Regions from separate parts of the Zea mays genome. Here all the other regions are linked to region 2. Evidence: chromatin contacts called from public Hi-C data. All regions are on one chromosome and are shown on one strand. Each heading gives the region's core, a stretch centred on a gene start, on an enhancer-like site or on the middle of the called end of the contact. The rest is flanking DNA. Distances are from core to core; before and after follow the strand shown.

Evidence for each region. Hi-C and Micro-C count contacts between places; a contact is called where the count stands out from the background.
Region 1: a contact with region 2 is called in a Hi-C map of ear, with 2.3 times the contacts expected there. The contact joins the promoter of LOC100283667 here to the enhancer-like site in region 2. A contact is called at or near these places in 2 of 25 Hi-C or Micro-C datasets (ear and leaf).
Region 3: a contact with region 2 is called in a Hi-C map of tassel, with 3 times the contacts expected there. The contact joins two enhancer-like sites. A contact is called at or near these places in 3 of 25 Hi-C or Micro-C datasets (ear, leaf and tassel).

The regions. Positions count from the first base shown.
Region 1 is chr2:178,334,402-178,337,101 of Zm-B73-REFERENCE-NAM-5.0, reverse strand. LOC100283667 reads left to right here and starts at 1,326. Exons shown (of 2, transcript NM_001369890.1): 1 at 1,326-2,058; 2 at 2,130-2,700. The coding sequence starts at 1,447. The coding sequence ends at 2,657.
Region 2 is chr2:178,589,473-178,592,172 of Zm-B73-REFERENCE-NAM-5.0, reverse strand. LOC103647359 (mediator of RNA polymerase II transcription subunit 25) reads left to right here. Exons shown (of 15, transcript XM_008671901.3): 14 at 636-722; 15 at 796-1,775. The coding sequence ends at 1,455. Among protein-coding and RNA genes, the nearest start is that of LOC103647359, 13 kb to the left of the region's middle. Within about 2 kb of position 1,327, at least 3 of the 20 cell types and tissues checked have an H3K27ac peak or open chromatin away from gene starts, as enhancers often do. A contact at or near this core is called in ear and tassel, where this site is marked.
Region 3 is chr2:178,350,563-178,353,262 of Zm-B73-REFERENCE-NAM-5.0, reverse strand. No RefSeq gene overlaps it. Among protein-coding and RNA genes, the nearest start is that of LOC100283667, 16 kb to the right of the region's middle. Within about 2 kb of position 1,297, at least 4 of the 20 cell types and tissues checked have an H3K27ac peak or open chromatin away from gene starts, as enhancers often do. A contact at or near this core is called in tassel, where this site is marked.

The DNA of each region.
Region 1 (2,700 bases), core at 77-2,576, 260 kb after region 2:
TTTTGCTATACGCGGAGCGAAATAATGAACGACCCAGGGAAAAAAAAAGACGAGGTGAAACATTGAAAAAGAAAAGCATCTGCGTGCCTGCCGTGCCGAGAGATGCCGAAGGGGGCGCCGGGCGTGGTGATGCGCGACTGTGTCGTACACCCTCGGAAGTCGTGTGCGCGTGGGGGGCCCAAGACCCATCTGATCTGATCTGAGCTGAGGTGAGGGGCATGCAGATGGTCCCATGCATGCGTTGCGTGCCGCTGCATCTCCTAGACTATCGCTCTAGTGTTTATATATGGCGGTCCAATGTCCCCTCCTGCCCTAATGCCTCCAAGCCCTATCTCCTGCAAAATTACCGCTACACCTCCGGTGCCTGCAGGCTGCAGCCCCCTTTCCTTGTTGTGTTGTGTCAAACCGTACCACGTCCACGCGTATGTACTCGGCTCATATATATGGTTACAAGTGTCCTAAACAATTAAACAAACATACATATATACAGGTACAGCCTGCAAAATTTGAGAGATCAAGGAGTCTTGAGGTACGGTGTGTGGAGTGAGCATTGAGGAAACAGAGAGAGCCGTTTTAGCAAAGATCGTTTTCTATACCTTTAACTCTTCCAACAGTTTTTCTATATCTTGTCCGTAGTCTAGAGAGCTATCCTCGTTCTTCTTCGTATTTGACTAGCGAGAAAAAAATTCCAGAATAGAGAGGGTGTGTCTATATTTGCATATCTAATTGAAGAGGCTGTTAGATGGTTTTTTTACTCATTAAAATCTATAATGTTTAAATCAGTAAAGATATATAAAGAGTCTTGGAGATGCTCTTATATATTAATTAGGGCGTAGGGAGTACACAACTAAAAGAACAACTCGCAAGCGACAATATATGATTTTTTTATTCTATATTTAAACAATAAAAAATACATGTTGCTTTTGCTTAAACAATAATAAACAAAATCAAGCACTTATAATATTATAGACGAATTGCTTAAGCAAACAAATTATAATGCTCGTCCAAAAAATAAACATTGTTGCAACCTCTGTACACACATGCGATTGCTTGCGTGGAAGAGTTTGTTGTTTCATGGATATATACAAACAAGTACTTGATTCTAACTACATGCATGTATCACAATGTTGTAAGAAAAAAAAACCCCTAGCTAGATGTATATATGGTAGGGTATATATGTACTCAACGTACCTATGTCATTGCACGTGCAGGCACCCCCGCTGCCTCACTCCACTACACTACCAATCATTCACAATACAAGCACTCTCTCCCTGCTCGTCACTAGCTATATAAAGCAGAGCCTAGCTCTCTCTCTCCCTCCCCCCACCATCAGCAGACCACCACCAATCACACACACCGGCCGGCCAGCTCTCTAGCTCTTCCTCCAACACTTGTTGCTCCGCTCCCATCCCCTCAAGCCTCTCTTCACTGAATTTTCTGGTCGCCATGCACAGCTACTACAGAGCCATGCACCCGTACGCTCACCCGTACCAGCACCATGCCGCCGCCGTTGCCCCCACCACCAAGCACTACGGCCACTGCCATGATGCCGAGGAGGAGGACGACCATCAGTCCATGCTGCTCCTCTCCCTGTGGCCTCCCGGCCACCACCACCACAGCGTCGCCGCCGCTGCTTCCTCGGCGTGCTCGTCTCCTCCCACCATCTGCGCCACCACCAGCAGCACCAGCACCAGCACCACCTCCATGGCCGCCTCCTCCGCTTCTTCTTACCCTTTTTGCCTCACCCACCAAAGCCATTACAATGGCGGCGGATCTGCAGGGAGCAGCAGCCACAGTAGCTGCTTCCTGTTCCACCACGAGCACCAGCAGCAGGAGGAGCCCGATGTGAGCATATCGCTGTCCATAGCCCCGCCGCGCAGCAACAACGACGCAGCTTCCTGTGGTGGCCGTGGCTTCGCTGCCCCGTCGACCGTGACGACGCCGGAGGTGCCCACCAGCCAGTACTGGATCCCCTCCGCCTCCGAGATCCTGGTAGGCTCCACGCAGTTCTCCTGCGCCGTCTGCAACAAGACCTTCAACCGCTTCAACAACATGCAGGTAAACTGCATACGTACGTACGTTGCCCTAATTAATGCGATAACTAACACAACCAACCAACGACCACGCAGATGCACATGTGGGGCCACGGTTCGCAGTACCGCAAGGGCTCCGAGTCCCTGCTACGCGGCGCCATTATCACGGTGGGCACGGCGGCGGCGTCGTCGTCGTCGTCGCTGACGCGCCTGCCGTGCTACTGCTGCGCGGAGGGGTGCCGGAACAACATCGAGCACCCGCGGGCGCGGCCGCTCAAGGACTTCCGCACGCTGCAGACGCACTACCGGCGCAAGCACGGCGCCCGGCCCTACGCGTGCCGCCGCTGCGGCAAGCGCTTCGCCGTGCGCGGCGACTGGCGCACGCACGAGAAGAACTGCGGCAGGCTCTGGTTCTGCGCCTGCGGCTCCGACTTCAAGCACAAGCGGTCGCTCAAGGACCACGTCCGATCCTTCGGCGGCGGCCACGCGCCGCGCGTCGTCGAGTCCGTCGCCGTCGAGGACGAGGAGGAGGAGGAGGACGACGATGATGGCGACCTGCAGACTTTCGACGACGACAACGCCAACGGCGCCAGCGAAGAACCCAGCGACATGGCCGTCGTCTAGAGGCTTGCTTCTTCATTAATTAGATCGATGTGGTACTATAGTA
Region 2 (2,700 bases), core at 78-2,577:
ACTGTATTTAAGTGGGAAAATCGTTGTGCATTGGGTCTCCCTCAGCGCGGCGCAGCGCTCTCCCACGGGAAAAAAAATAAGAAAAAAGAGAGCATACTAGCGCTCGAACCGTGGCCCTCTTCTATAGATATTCTAAATATTGTGTTACACAGAGGATAAATATTGTAAATATATATACATACTAATACATTTAAATTTAAAAAAATATAATCATGCCACGTCGGACCGGGCCGGCACTATAGACTGAGACGGTGGCTCAGGCACGACATGGTTCTCAGGTCGGGCCGCGGTACTGTTAAATGGGCCGTGCCTTGGGTCAGTCTGCTAGACACGACCTATTTGGCTATCTATAGTACAATACCTTCTTTCTCACTATCTCTGATCTCGTGAGCGTGGAAAAAAGCGAGAGAAAAAACTTCATCTCATCTCACCACACATCCGGTTTAGACCGTGTTTGAATAAATATCTTATTTAAATAAGATTTATCTTTATGATATATAAAAACCGTAGCAACGCACGGACAACTAACCAGTAATTTTGTTATTTTGCTGCGGTTCATCTACTGTCGTTTCATACACTTAGTTTTCTGTCAGTTACTTTATACAGTTCTAATATCCAATTGGTCCTGGTTTCAGTGTGCTGTGATACAGTTACCATCGCAAACTCTGTTGCTGTCGATGGCTGACAAAGCAGGTCGTTTGATTGGCATGCTCTTCCCTGGGGTAATCTTGATTGTAGTTAAATTAATTAATGTTCTGCATAATTATCTGCATTTACTAAATGACCTTTTCCCAGGACATGGTGGTGTTCAAACCGCAGGCCTCAACTCAGCAGACACCAATGCAGCAACAGCAGCTACAGCAATTTCAACAGCAGCAGCAGCAGCTGCAACAACACATGCATATGCAGCCGCAAGGCCTCCCACTTCAGCAATCACAGATGCAACTCCAGCAACAGCAGCCGCAGATGCAACCGATGCAGCAGCAGCAACCTTCGCAGATGCAGCAGCAGATGCAATCGATGCAGCAGCAGATGCAGCCAATGCAGCAGCAAATGCAGCATCAACAGCAACAGATGCAGCATCAACAGCAACAGATGCAGCAAATGCAGCAGCAGCAGCAGCAACAACAACAACAACAACAACAGATACAGCCTCAGCAGCAACAGATGCAGCAAATGCAGCAGCAGCAGCAGCAACAGATGCAGCCTCAACAGCAACAGATGCAGCAAATGCAGCAGCAGCAGCAACAGATGCAGCCTCAACAGCAACAGATGCAGCAAATGCAGCAGCAGCAGCAACAGATGCAGCCTCAACAGCAGCAGCAACCCCAGATGGTGGGTACAGGAATGGGGCAGCAGTTCATGCAGGGGCACAATCGGGCAGTGCAGATGATGCAAGGGAAGATTACGCCACAGGGGCCGGGCAGCATGCCTGGGGGAGGCTTCCTACCTTAAGCACCTTTTATCAGCAGGCATCAGATGAATTGAGGGTTTACACTGACCCAAGTGTTGAGATGTCAACTTCATTTGACAGGGTTAGGGAATAGTCACTCGGGGAGTGTTGCTAAAACTTAATCTGAAAACTTAAGCATCCCTGTCACCGATAGGTAAATGCCAGATGTCCATGCATAGGTGCATACTTTATGATATGGTGGTGTACTCGTAATCTTGAGTGACTTTATGGCATTGTTGTACTAGCCGTAAACTATTAGGTATAACAGAATTATTATTTAAACTACAGTAAAATAAGTGACCTGTGTTGTTTAGGGTTTAAATGGTACGTTAAATAGGTAGTTGAATCATTTAAGCAGTTTAAACTGTCTAAACGATTTACATTGAATCGAGCTAAACATGATTAAATAAGCTAAACAACCATTTAATTCATACTTTATTCAATATTAGCATGATTAAATAAGCTAAACAATCATTTAATTCGTCGTTTAGTCAATATTAGCAAAATTGTTTGTTGCAATAGGAATGTAAGTAAAATAGACTGATGCATAAATTTTAGTATTTGATGATTAACATAATCATTTGAACTAATATTGCTTGCTAGTATTTTAAGTAACATTATTTATTAGTATTTATAGATATAGTTTAAAGGATGCAAAGTGTATTTGAATGAAGATAAATTGGTGGTATAAATGATCAAAACCTCAAGCAAGACATTGAAAAACGTGTTGAAGACCTTTTATAAGAATATGTAGATGCATCCGAATTGAACACAAAGATCATAAAAAACTAAGAGAACACTTTGAGCATATATTGGACTATAACTAACCCTAGCTGGCACAGGAGGAAAAACATCGACAAGGGCATAAGACCATATGCTACACTGTTCATGCTTACAGGAGCGTTAGATCGATCCTGTTCAAGGGTTAGGGTCGTTGGGCCATTGAAGACAGAGACCGACGGTCACTAGAGAGGTTTCAGAGAGGGAAACCGAGCGCCAGACCCACTAATGTTGACACAGTAATGACAAGTTCCTTCTTCTGCGAATATGAGATAGACCGACAGCCGGTACGTGACTAAGGGACTGTGGGAACAGCGAAAGACCGGATTCTAAGATATAGGCCAATCAAAAGGAAGATGGTGAAAGACCACCACAAAGAGACCCTCGCTCACGCCTTAGTTGCGCAACCAGTGCCGTCTCAGATTTCATCAGTGCCTTCTCTACCTCAGTCGACTGAGTGGCTCTTA
Region 3 (2,700 bases), core at 48-2,547, 240 kb after region 2:
GGAGATGGAGGACTCTTCCAGGTACACGCGATCTCTCACACACGTTGCAAACGACACGTCTGCGTCCCATATTCTGCGAGCACAGAGAGTGTGAGAGCAGGCCTCCGAAATTGCCATCCGTAAAGATATACTTGCACAGGTGTGCGGGCGATCAGATTTTTGGGGGCGTATATATTCACGACTGCTCGCGTGATCTGTTCGACCCAGCGCTGCTTCGTCAACATCCTGTTCTTCGTTGTCTGCCCCGAGCGATGTGTGTTGTTGTTCTTCTTTCGATGACCGTTCGAGGGACTGCACTGCGTACATCTTTCTGCATCGACTTTGTACGGCTATATCAAACATACACACAAGATGTCTTGTGTGAATGGAGCCACTGATACCTTGAGCATCGGTTCCTCTGCAGGGTACTTTCTGTTCTTCGTATTTGTGCATGTTTTATTGTTGTTTACTGCTTATGCGAGTAGTTATACACACATGCACATACATGTCATCACATATATCACATTATTTTTTCTGGATTAAATTAAAACTGAGAATACCTAGATTTCTGACTCATTTCAATCGAACCAATCTACTTTATTTATCTTTCTTTATCATTCCTTCCCTATGAGTAGATGTAACGTAGCTTTAGTTGTAGCTTTCCGCATATCCACCTCTATTCCTATTCGACTCTACGTCGTATAGATCCGTCTTGGGTGGCCTGTCGACCCCAAGATGACCCTGAGATCTTACCCATCACTAGAGGCAAGATCTACTTCATTCAAGATCTGATCCTCTGAGTGAAAATTAAATCGAATGCCCTAGGCGAGTCTACGTCGTCTTGGGACAACCTTGGGATCTTACGCATCCTATGGAGCAAGATCCACTTCACATAAGATCTCTTGCTCGACAAGATTTCTTAATTCCAAGGCGACTCTATGTCATCTGGAGACGCCCCAGGTGACTTGTCGATCCAGAGCACCCTAAGATCTCCCCCTGCGAGGAGGATTACACCTTACGTCATTGCCGACGTTCCGGCCGAACTGAGAGCGTGGACCGTCCGGAGCGAAGTAGGGAAGGAGCCGCCCCTGCTGCAAGATCCCTAACTGTCCGATACAGAGCCGCGGACTGTCCGCACAGCCACAGAGGGGACCGTTAGGCGGTATGGTGACGCTAACACTAAATATGCACGTCATTTTCAGGTACGTAAGGAATTTGTCGCCCTTGGATCTGGAAACAGTTGATGAAGCACGCACGCATGCAGCATGCTCCATAGTTTCCGACGACCGGATCGAAATGATGCAAGCTTGACGACATGAATGCATGCATGGCCCGCGCGCGCTCAGGTTTCATTTTGCAAGCACGCGTGCATGTCGATGGATGTAGCCGAGATCGATCCATACACACGCCGCATGCAGCTTGAGTCAATGATTAGTAAATGTGTACTCCTGTTTCCTAGTCCTGACCTGACGAGCCCGGCTTATTGGTATCCAGGACGAGACTAAAAATAAGGGTTCTGAGATCTGAATAATGAATGATGAATGCCTGCTACCTCTTGATGCATGCAGTACGTTATTAATCTCTCTCTCTCTCTCTCTCTCTCTCTCTGCATGTGTCATGCATGTGTGTGTGTTGGCATGCATCGATCATTGCGTATACGGTATACGTATCACATCCCTTTCACGGCGCCGAAGGCCTTGAATGTACGCAGCAATTGATGATCGTATTACTATAAAACTTCTCCTTAGAGCAAGTACAATAATGAGCTATAAACCTGTTTACATGACATTTTTGTTTTTTTAGAAAAGAGAGACATAAAAAAATAGAGAGAGTTAGCTCTTATGCAAGAGCGCTAGATGATACACGTGCTTCAAGACAGAAGGATGAAAGAGAAAGAGACAAAGGATTCATCTAAGAGCTAACATTAGAGTCAACTTTATTATATAAATATTTTATTATTAGCTATAGATGATATGATAAAAAGTTAGGGCCAACAATAGACTCTATAATTAAACTTATACGGATATAAACTAGGACCAGCCCGAGCCCTCTCAGTCCATGAACCGACGGGCCTGCTCAGTCCATGAAGCGGCCCAGTATGTAACAAGCAGCTTAATTATCATCTGGACACATCATCCATTCAACCTCCAATGCTTTGAAGTTTGAAGTGGGTTTGAATACGATTTTTGCACCCTTTTTAAATTTAGTTAACAAATTTATGGTAAACACTTGGTAAGGTTTCTAAATCACACATAAAATGTCTCTGCATGCGTTCAGATGACATTCCATAAAATGCATTACCATGTTTCAGAAACATTTCACGGAAAAGATATAATAATATGTAAACCAACATCAACACAGCATACATTATGCTGAATGCATTCATGCTAGCTAGTTGCCTAATATATATGTTCTCTATTGCAAAAGCTGTTCAAAGACGTGTTTAGATATCAACTAGAATATTTTGGGAACTTTCTAGACCGTTTAGAAAAAAAAAATTCTACAGTTAAATCATTTTTAAAGCATTTAGAGATAGCCCTGTGCGTGCCCTCTAGTCCTAGTTAGATCCCTTCACAAAGACCAAATAAACTCCCAATCGGACTACCAACCGATAAGAGGTATGCGATCGAACTTCACTAAACACTAAGCCTAAACCTAGAGCAAGCACATAAGCATGGTCTAGCTAGCCTAATAAGCATGTTATAGAGCCTCTACTATCAC